Regions from separate parts of the Sus scrofa genome. Here regions 1 and 3 are each linked to region 2. Evidence: chromatin contacts called from public Hi-C data. All regions are on one chromosome and are shown on one strand. The core of a region is the stretch at or near the end of the contact, and the rest is flanking DNA. Distances in the headings are between cores, read along the strand shown.

The links. Hi-C and Micro-C count contacts between places; a contact is called where the count stands out from the background.
Region 1: a contact with region 2 is called in a Hi-C map of retroperitoneal adipose tissue, with 2.3 times the contacts expected there. The contact joins the enhancer-like site here to the promoter of LOC106507571 in region 2. A contact is called at or near these places in 7 of 47 Hi-C or Micro-C datasets (embryonic fibroblasts, fetal heart ventricle, fetal skeletal muscle and 4 more).
Region 3: a Hi-C map of subcutaneous adipose tissue shows a contact between it and region 2, with 2.8 times the contacts expected there. The contact joins the enhancer-like site here to the promoter of LOC106507571 in region 2. A contact is called at or near these places in 12 of 47 Hi-C or Micro-C datasets (brain, embryonic fibroblasts, fetal heart ventricle and 8 more) and 1 of 2 datasets of contacts at active chromatin or transcription factors (skeletal muscle).

Annotation. Positions count from the first base shown.
Region 1 is chr6:26,945,325-26,948,514 of Sscrofa11.1, forward strand. No RefSeq gene overlaps it. Among named protein-coding and RNA genes, the nearest start is that of CDH5, 160 kb to the right of the region's middle. Within about 2 kb of position 1,392, at least 29 of the 83 cell types and tissues checked have an H3K27ac peak or open chromatin away from gene starts, as enhancers often do. A contact at or near this core is called in omental adipose tissue, retroperitoneal adipose tissue and subcutaneous adipose tissue, where this site is marked.
Region 2 is chr6:25,933,123-25,936,652 of Sscrofa11.1, forward strand. It overlaps LOC106507571, which reads left to right and starts at 1,720. Exons shown (of 8, transcript XM_021097535.1): 1 at 1,720-1,743; 2 at 1,928-2,162. The coding sequence starts at 1,720. It also overlaps a transcript of CDH11 not described here.
Region 3 is chr6:27,032,753-27,036,339 of Sscrofa11.1, forward strand. No RefSeq gene overlaps it. Among named protein-coding and RNA genes, the nearest start is that of CDH5, 74 kb to the right of the region's middle. Within about 2 kb of position 1,934, at least 19 of the 83 cell types and tissues checked have an H3K27ac peak or open chromatin away from gene starts, as enhancers often do. A contact at or near this core is called in embryonic fibroblasts, omental adipose tissue, retroperitoneal adipose tissue and 2 more, where this site is marked.

The DNA of each region.
Region 1 (3,190 bases), core at 142-2,641, 1.0 Mb after region 2:
GAGAGCCGTGAATCTCGGGGGCCCTGCTAATTAAAAAGCCCGTATTACATTACTTCCTCAAGGACTCATCTTCTAATTTTTAGGATTATAGTACATTGATTAATTTATACAAGTTTTTAATCCCTCAGTGCTTAATGAAGTCCAGGAACATGGGAACAGGAGCATAATTGAGCTTCATATTATTTTATTAGGGAGAATGATGGCCCAGCGTGTGGGGGAGAAGTTTGTGAGGGTGGAGAGGCTGCATCCGTGCTCTTAACCAACTGCTCTTCAAATGCCAGCAGGGACACTCTCTTGGGGCAGACATGGAGCGAGTTCATCTCTCTAAGCCAGGTTGCTCTGTGGCTCCCAGTGGCCTGTGTAGAAAAGCACCTCGTCTTGGTAGGGAGTGCAGCGCCCACCATGCATGACCCCTGCCACGGCAGCTCCCCTCGCCCCACGCTTCTACAACGCACTTGCTTCAAACTGTCCCACTGTGCTCCTGCTGTGCCATCTGCCACCAAGGCCCTTCCCTGACACAGGCTCATCTCTTAATTCAGGCTCAAGGGTCACCTCCTCTGGGGAGTCTTCCCTGAACCAGTGCCCTGCTGACAATGGAGCAGAAGGCCTTGCATCTCCAGGGAATCCCAGATTTTTCCAAATCAAGATCACTTCCGGGAGTTCCCGTCGTGGCACAGCAGAAACGAATCCGACTAGGAACCATGAGGTTGTGGGTTCAATCCCTGGCCTCGCTCAGTGGGTTGAGGATCCGGCATTGCTGTGAGCTGTGGCTTAGGTCGCAGAGGCAGCTCAGATCCCGCGTTGCTGTGGCTGTGGTGTAGGCGGGCAGCTGGAGCTCCAATTAGACCCCCTAGCCTGGGAACCTCCATATGCTGCGGGTGGGGCCATAAAAAGACAAAAGACAAAAAGAAATCACTCCTAAATTTTCTGCAGGCTCTTAGGTCTCAACCTGGGGAGTTTCTACCCTAAGGGAATTTACTTTGTTTCTTGGGATGACTTCAAGGCCAAAACACCTCACCACGGACAAGGTGACTGACAAAGGGGGTTGACAGGCGACAGCTGAGGGAGATCCCCCCGCCCCCCAGCACATCACCTCCCCATCACCAGGGTTTGCAAAAGGCCTGAACTCAGGGCCAGCAGACTTTTGCCCCCTCCCTGGCTCTCTCTCTAATCCTGTCTGACCCTGAGCGAGTTCCCTTCCCTAGACTTCGATTTCCCCAGCTGCCATCTCAAGGCAAGGGACCTAATCCTGGCTCCTGGGACCCTCTCCTGCAGGAACTCCATTCAAGACTTCCAGAACTCCCCACAAATCCTCTGGCTTCCGGTCCCGTGCCCTGGAGTTTGGTTCCCCCCGCCCTCTAGAGGCCATACCTAGAATTGCAGTTGTAAGACCAAAGGTGGCAGCAGCCAGCACTTCCTGAGTCTGGAAGATTCCAGCAGGAATCCTTCACCCCAGAGAGCTGACCCCGCTCTGGTTCCTAAGAAAGCAGAGCCCAGACTCTGCGTTACAGTCCGATTCTGGCTTTCTCTATCCATTCATCCTGCTGAAAAGACACAAATCTCTCTCTTTCTTTTTGTCTCTGGTTCCCTCCTCCCCGTGGAGAGAAAGGGAAGTTCATAAATGACAGCTTCAAACCAGCAAGAGGGTAAAAGAGATTTCCTGGAGCTCTTGGTGCCCCTAGAGGCACAGCTCACCCAGCTTTATTCATCAGGGAGAATGCCTGGTGGCCTGGCCTCTCCCTTAACCTTTCTCCAAGCAGTTTCTTGCTCCCACAGAAACCCCTCCAGGGGATTTTTTTTTTTTTTTTCAAGGAAACTGATTGCTGCCTAAAATCCTTCTGCCATGAGATTGGTGGGAAAGGAATTTTGCGCTTAAGAAAGAATCCAAATCCTGAACCTTGACTCAAGGTCAAATAATTCTATGCCTTTGTTTTGCAGATGAGGAAAGTGAAGCAGAGAGAGAGAGAAAGTAACCCTGAAAGAACAGATCCAGGGTCCTGACCCCCAGTCCATATTAGACCCCCAAATTCTGTACTTCCTGCTTCCGAAAAGTTTCTAAACAAAGATCCTGAAATAAATCAGGCCTCCATCCAGGGCATTCTATGTCCAAAGGGAAGCAGAGCGTACCCAGCAAAGAGTTGGAGGGAGCATCTGTCCACAGGACCATCTTCCAACTGGGGGGGGGGGGTTCAATCCCAGCCAGGGTTTGCAAATGCATTCCCAGATTCTCTGTCATTATAATAGCAAAACTGCCTGTTTGCCACACTGCAGCGCACCCCTCCCCTTGGCGCACATAGGGACCAGGGTCCCCTGCAGAGAGCCCTTTATCCTGGGATAAGGGGCACCCCCTTGCCCATCGCTCACCAAACACTCGTGGGGAACCTGGTGTAAACCATTCATAGATGACATGCTTCTGGGGTGAGGTTTCAAACGGAACGGAGCAGCTTCATTGCTGTGAACTACTGAAAGTCAGCCCTCAACAAACAAACTGCCTGTTTCTGTTTTATTCCTTAAAAACCAACAATCGAAATTATCAGTGAAATGCAGGGGGGTTTGGCTTTAAAGCAGAATGGGTCAAAAGCCTTCCAACGGCAGGCCCCTGTGCAGAGGTCGCCAGGGGTCAGCGGGCCATGGGGCCCAGGTCCCTTCCCTATGGGATGTTGGGACACGTGAGCAGTGCCAAGGGAGGATAATCTTGCAAATTCACCTGCAAAGCCTCTCAACCAGGTCTAGAAACTGCAGTCACCTGAACAGAATTCTAAAGGAACGGATCAAGACGTCTCGACAACTTCAAAAGTCATTTTCTAAAGAGAAGAGGGAGGAACTGTTCTGTCCAATTGACTTTTTGTGTTTATTAGAAATAAAAAAACATCTACAGCCAAGCTTTCTTATTAGTGGAGACAGGCTTGCAAACCCTCTCTCTTGTTGAGTTTTGGAAACAGAACACTAAATTTACTCTTAAAAGAACGGTTTTCATTTTAAGAGGCATTTCGGTTATGTCAAATGTCAGGTCTTGAAAACAAGGTATGCCTGTTTCTTATGCTGTAATGTACAGTCAAATTTTGGATCCTGTTAAATATACATTAGGTCCCAAATCCAAACAGGATATCAAATGTCAATTTTTAATCGAGCTGCCAACAAATCAAGCTTTTTCATACTTTGTGAAGCATCATTTGTCACATATGCATTG
Region 2 (3,530 bases), core at 470-2,969:
CGCAGCTCTGCAGCCCCTAGTTATAGCCGGGTGCAAAGCCCCTCTCCCCCGGCCTCGGAGCAGACCCCAGAGGAAGCTGGAGCCGGGGTAGAGGTTGGAGCGCACATCTGGCGCCTCTGCCCCCTGCGCCGCCCGCGCCCACAGCTGGCTCTCTTCTTCCTTTTTGATTTTTAAACAAATCTCTTACCTCCGCCCTTCTCTCCGATTCTGTTTTGCATTAGTGAAACCTTCTCAAGTCAGACCTCCCCCCCCAGACATTCTTATCCAGAGACAACCCCCCCCCCCACCGCCCCCGAAGCCCTATCGAGGCGAGAGAAGGCACTGGCGGCGCGCCTCACCTGGGGCCCTGGAGGTTGGGCGCGAGCTGCGGGCCGTCGGTCCCTGGCGCAGGGCGAGCGCAGTGGTGTCAGCCCCGGCCCCAGTCCGGGTCCCATTCACAAGTCGGCGGCGGCTGCGAGCTGCCCCCGCGGCATCTGCTCGCGACGCTCCCCTCGGCTGGCGGCGGCCGCGGAATGAGCCGCCGAGCGCGCTAGTGGCAGGAATGAGAAACCGGGGGGAGGTGGCGGGCGGTGGGGGGGGGCTGGGGGAGGAGGAGGGAGGCCGCCGCTGGGAGGGAATGAAAGGGCGGGGGGCGGAGAGGAGCCGAGGCCGCGAGACGCGGCTAGCTGGGCCTCGCGGAGTCTGCGGGGGCTGGCCCGTCCGCGCCCCTCCCTCCAGGGACCCCTGGGATGCAAACCCCGGGATTCGTGGCCACCTCCTCCCGCCCTGGGTCGCCGAACTCTGGCTCCCCTGGGTTTCAGACGGAGTCTAGAGCGACTGAAGTTGGGCTCAAGAGACGCACAACCAATCAAGGAGGGCGGCAGAGGGAAGCTGGGGAGGGCTCGGGAGCCCCTTTTTCCTCCTTCGCCCAAATCCGCTCCAGCTGGTCAGGCTGGGCCCTTGCCCAGGAGGCCTGGGTGGTGGGTAGGGGGGAAGCATCGCTCAAGTGGGGGAGGCAAATGGGAATTGCTCTTCCTCACCCCACCTTCCAGAGATCTCTCCACGTCGTCAGCTTCTGCCCTGCCCCCTCTACCCATCCCTAGCAAACTCAGCTTGGGGTGCGGGTGGGGAAACCTGAGGGAGGGAGACTTCGGACTTCGGAAGAGCCACGTCTCCATTCTCTCCCAGCTTTCCCTCCCCCTCCATCCCCAATGCCACTTGTAAGGAAGGGGGTGCCTGGAGTGCTTAGCCAGGGTCAGCCTGGCGCCCGCCACCCCACCCTTGACTCCAGCTTCAAGCAGGTACAGCACCCCCCCGCCGCCGCCCCTCCGGCCGCACGTATCGACACTTGTTGCCTCCCGCCCCTTCGCTTCACTGGCTGCCCGACCCGCTCCGTGGAGAGTGCGGTTCTGCGGGAGACTGGGCCTGGTGGGGGGGGGGCAGTGCCCAAATCCTCCCTGGGTCTTCCCCTGCATCCCAGGAGGAAGACCCGACGGAGAAAGGGGTCCCGGGCCTGCTTCCTGCCCACGCGGAGTAGATGGGAGAAAAGGCTGGCGGGGACAGGGCTTCAGAATCACGCCAGGGACTGGGCGGGGCGCTCGTGCTTCGGGGAGCGGAGTTGGAACCCGCAAACACCGCCGTCCCTAGGGTAGAGGGGAGCAACTGTGGCCTGGTGGGAACCCCTAGCTGGAACAAGTTTTTCGGGTGGGAGATGGCGAAAAAAGCAGAAGTGGAGGCACGATGAACAAGCAAATGCATAACGGGGTAAAGAAATGCCAGGACGGACGGAGACGAGGACGGAAAAGGAGTGACGGCCCGGGCAGAAAGGGAAGAGGATGCGGAGGGAGAGGGGAGCGAGAGGGGAGAAGAGGGACGGAGGAGTTAACGTTAAAAGAACGAAGAAGGAAGAAAAAGCCTCAGCGGGCAAATGGGAAAGGAAACCGGGTAGTGGGGGGAGAGTGCTGGTAGCCAAAGCCTGCCCTTGGTCTCCAAGCCGCTGGCGCATGGGTCCGCGAGACACAGAGCCCTCGGGTTCTCACGCAGCGCCAGGCTGCGCGCAGGGGCGGCGGGCGGGGCGGGGCCATCCAGGCACCACGCCCCCACCCCCGCGAGCCCTCGTGATTCCAGACGCTCCGGGATCCCTGAGTCGGAGGTTGCTGCTACCTCCGCGTCTTTAGCACCCGGTGAGGCCGTGGTTTTTAAACTGCTGAATGTGGGGGCGCTGAGTTTCCTGTTGTTGGTTCCCTTGTGCCTCTGTGCGCCCGCCCCTCCTCCATCCCCTTACCTCCCAAAGGTCAGAAGGAGACAAGCCTCTGGGCCTTAGGTACTCCCACCCTGGCCGCAAACTTGTGGGTGCTTTGATAGGCACTCCCTAGGCCCACGAGGCTAAGCGCTTTCCCAGAGAGCCGGATGAGTGGGACACGGTGCCTGCCTCTTCTCAGGTTGGTCCCTGACCCTGGGGGAGACCCTTCCACACACTGTTTGCTTCCTCTCAACCTCTCTGCTCCTGTATATATTTATCTGCCACTTCTGTCTGCTGTAAGCCCTAAAACTTTGAATATGTCCTAGGCCATTGCCAAGGTCCCCCACACTCTCAAGGAGCAGAGCATGGTGATGGGGTGCTTTGACTTCCATGATTCCGCTTATAAATGAAGATACACAGGAGAGAGAGGACGAGGGTCCCACTCTCCCTCAGAGACACTTGGATTTTGCTCCCGTTTGTCTAGTAATGGCTGTCTGAATTTTCTCATGCTTTCCACCTAAGTGAAAGTGTAAACAGGAAGGGAAGGTGAAGGGCCCTTCAGTCTAATTGCACCTATACGGAGATACCTGGGATTCATTGATGATTAAGGGGTTGATTGATGAGTGAGAAGTTTCATTAACTCCATTTTGGAGGAACGTCCAAGAATGAGCCTGGTCACATGTAACCTGACATTATTTGTAATGTGTCCTTTGTTTTGGTTCAGTGACAGCAGTTGTTTGGTGATGGTGGTGGCAGTGGTGGTGGTTTTGTTTTTTCTTTAAGACTGTCTTTTTCATGAATGATAGAATCAGCAAATTTTTTAAATGTTAAAAATTGCTTGGTAGATTGCCACTGACGTTGCTCACCTTGAGTCAGATTGAGCCCAGTGTATTGCAGCAGTCAATAATCCTTTGTGTAACCCAACAGTTTTATGCCTGGGAGTGTATCCAAGACAACTGGCAGCTTATGCACAAACTTATGCATAAACACATGCACCTGACTCTCCATAGCTGCATTAGTCATTATGGCCAAAAACTGGAAACAATTCAATGTCTTTCAGTTGGTGAGTGGATAAACAAAACATGGTATATCCATATAACGGAATACTATTCAGCTTTAAAAATGAAAGAAATGCTGATGCGTTACAACATGAATGAACCTTAAAAACATGCTAAAAGCCAGATGCAAAAACTACATATTTTCTCATTCCACTTATATAAAATGTTCAGGAAATGCAAATTTATTGAGATTGAAAGCAGATCAGTGCTTCTCCTGGCTAAGGGTATGAATAGGAATTGGGCAAATCGGT
Region 3 (3,587 bases), core at 684-3,183, 1.1 Mb after region 2:
CCTTGTCGCCAGGAATGTCGCAGGCTCAGGCCCTGGACTCCCTCCCCACACCCCTGTCAGCCACTTGCAAGGGCCTGGCAGGAGGCTTGGTTAAATCCGCCCTCTCCACAGGAGCTGCACACTCTAATTTTGCTTTGGCAGAGACGTGAGCGGCCAGCGTGCCAGGCCATGGTGGGGGAGGGAAACAGAGCCGGCAGCCGAGGGTGGCAGCAAGAAGGGGCTGCCGTGGGCCTCCCTGCCTGCAGTGAAGTCTGCAGGCCGGTGAACTCACCAGGCTGCAGGGCTCTAAGAGAGAAGGGGGGCCTGCTGGGAGGTGCCCAAAGACCGGGCTTCTGCTTCTGGTCCACTTGCCCCCACACACACACACCAACTAGGGCCCTACTTTCTCCAACCAGGGGCCCTGTGAATCTTCACCTCGGGTTTGAGGGCAAAAGGCAGAGTAGCCATCTGCCCCTGGCCACCTGGGCCCAACACCTGACTCCACATCTTGGTGGAGTCACGTAACCTGCCGGAGCCTCAGTTTGCTCATCTGCAGAGTGGAGCCAGCACTAGGACCCACCCAAAAGGGCTATCGTTTCAAATGGGATGAAATGCAAGAAGTGTGCATAGTAAATGCTCCTTCAATGACACATGTCAGTATGGTTACAACTCTTATAATTTTCAGATGGGGAGCTGAGGGCCCAGGCGAGTGACACCCACAACACTCAGCAGGAAAGTGAGCTGGGAGACCCCAACCCTGGGGTACAGAGGCAGGCCCACCCTCGGCCAGCCCCCACGCCTCTCACCATAAAGTCTCCACATTCTGCACAGGCTACACACGCTCCATGGTGGCAAATAAGATGCTTTCCGGTCTGTCCTCTGGGGGTGGGCAGGGGCCCTCCCACATCGTGTCATTTCAGGGACCATTCGGGCTGTTGGACTTTCTCTGGGGTGGTTTCTCCAGCTATAAGATGAGGACGCAGAACTAGACGGTTCCACCATGTCCTGTGACCAAAGACCAACCCATTTCAACCCCAGCCCCCCAGCGATTTTGGAGACTCCGGCCTATTTAACAAGGCCCACTGCCGCCGAAGGTCAGAGCAGAGATGGCAACTTGCTGGAAATTTTTAAGTCATGGAAACAAAACTTTCACGGGAGAGGGTGGAACACGAGCAGTTTTCAACATGTATTTTTAGGACCCCGTACAGGCCTGGACTCCCTTTGATTCCTTTAGAAACAAAAACAGATGTGTGCTCAGGTTTGCCTGATTTAGACATGGGTGGGACCAGAAGAAAAACAGTTTCCCGGCCAGATTTTCTGATGTGTTGGGAAAAGCCAAAAGGTTCTTCAGAACAAAAAGACAGCCCTCGCCCCCGACTCCCCCTGTATCCCGTTCCCTTCCCTCTCCCAGTCTCCCCTCCCTGCTCCGAGGGGATGTCTGAGGGTCCGAGGTCTCCAAAGCACGGGCAGCCAGCCCTGACCGCAGCCTGAGCCCCGCCCGGCAGCTGGAGACAACTGCTTCCAGATGTGCGAGGTGCGTGGCCAGGACCTGCCCTGGCGGCCAGCGGAGAGCCTGGCGGCAAGGACCCTGCCAGGGACCCCCAGCCCCCACCACCCTGAGACATTCCTCTCAACCCACGACAGGAAACCCTTCCCCAGGCTCTGCTGAGCCAGCCCAAGCTCACTCCTCATCCACCCAAATTCAGATCTTATGAGCCCCATTTCCAGATAAGCCCAAGGAGCTCAGAAATATCCGGAGCTCGGAAGCCACAGGGGAAAGGCAGGTGGGTGAGTCCACAGCCTCCTCCAGCCCCGGGCACACAGCCTGTGGGCAGAGGCTTGGGCCGGCAGGGCCAACTGGGCAGCCACATCTGTGGGCAGAGAAGGGGCTTGGGCACCAGGGATCCCTCCGCTGCGCAGGCGGGGCCCTGGAGGAGGGCGGTCGGGACTGGGGAGCTGCCTCCCACACAACCACACCTGCTCCTGCTTCCTGTCCTTCCTGCCTCCGCAGAGCAATTGTAAAGGACTTGCCGCCTTTCCGGACATGGATCGCACATAAACGACAACTATTCGAGCGGATCCGTGTCCCCAGGCAGCACGTATGTGCAGGCAAACATGCAGGAGGAACACACACACACACACACACACACACACACACACACACCCTTTCCCGCAGCCCTGGGGTAGGGCAGCCCCTTGAAGGGAGGGGGCTGCTTGTTATATTTCTCTCTGATGGCCCCCCAGAGGGCACCCAGACCTCCAGAGTCCTGGCAAAGGGGAAGGAGGACTTAAGGGAAGAGAGAAATTAACAAAGGAGAGGAGAAAAGAAGGATTAAGAGGAGGAAGGAGGTGGGGATGGGAGGGGAGAGGAAAGGGGGTGGGAGGGAAGAGGAGGAGGGGGGCGTGCTGAAGCAGCCTCCTCTGAGCCCCAGTGAGTGACAAGGTGTAGCCCATTAGGCTCCAGGTCTGGAGACAGACATGCACTAAACCAGATTTTTATCAGCTGTGTGATCTTATGCAAGTGACCTAACCTCTCTGAGCCTCAGTCTTTTGACTAAAATGGAGATAATACAGTAGCTGTGTCAGGGGGAAGCACAGAACACACAGAACAGTGCCAGGTAAGTGGCAGGTGCTCAAAGAAGGACAGAATGGTGTTCCTGGGGACCCAGGTGAGACCACACACGTCTCATGGCAGGCACATGGTAGATGCTCAGAGGCTACTGACTGCCCTTGTCACCAGTAGTACTGTCACCCGTATCACAGGCAGGCACTGCTCCCAGTGCCTTTGTGGCCAGGATCTCCTCTGACCCTCCAACACCCCTGCAGGGGTTATATGGTTACTCACATCCTGCAGACGGGTTAGACAGAGGCTCAGAGAGGTTGAAAAGTCACTTCTTCACGAGCACAAAGCTGGCAAGTGGCAAAGCCAAGATGTAAGTAAGAGGGGTCTTGGCACCTGTGTCTTTGCCATGGCATCTCTACAAGGCGCGGGGGGGGTGGTAAGGGGGGTTGTCAAGTTTACATTGTGATTTTTCAGAATTAAAGTCAATGAGGGGATGATTTGATAATTATCATTTATTGAGCATTTACTGCATACCAGGGCCTGTGTGGAGCGTTTTTGTTTTTGAATCCTCATGATGACTTCATGAAATAAGTATTATTACCTTTGTTTTTTAAATGAGGAGAGTGGAGCAAAAAAAATGGTTAAGCAATTTGCCCACAGTCGCCAGCTAGTAAATGATGGACCCTGATTCAAGCATGAGCAGTGTCCCCAGAGCCAGGCTTTTAACTACTCAGCTGGAGACAGATCAACCTCATACAGATACGAAACAGTCTCGAAGACTTTTTTTTATATATATATTTTTGAGTCAAAGGAAAGGGCTGGAGCTGGCTGTCTAATGCGCTCTGCATTTAAGAGGAGATGTATGGCCACATAGGCTTTAACGTGCACAGAGCATCCAAGATGCTGTGGGGAAGCTGGTCAGGATCACTGCCTCCAGGAAGAGGAAGTGGGAAGCTGGGGTCTGGAATGGAGGGAGATTCATGCTTTTGCACCCTTTCCATTTTTTTATAGATGCCTTCAAAAGTATGAATGTGTAAGCCCCCTG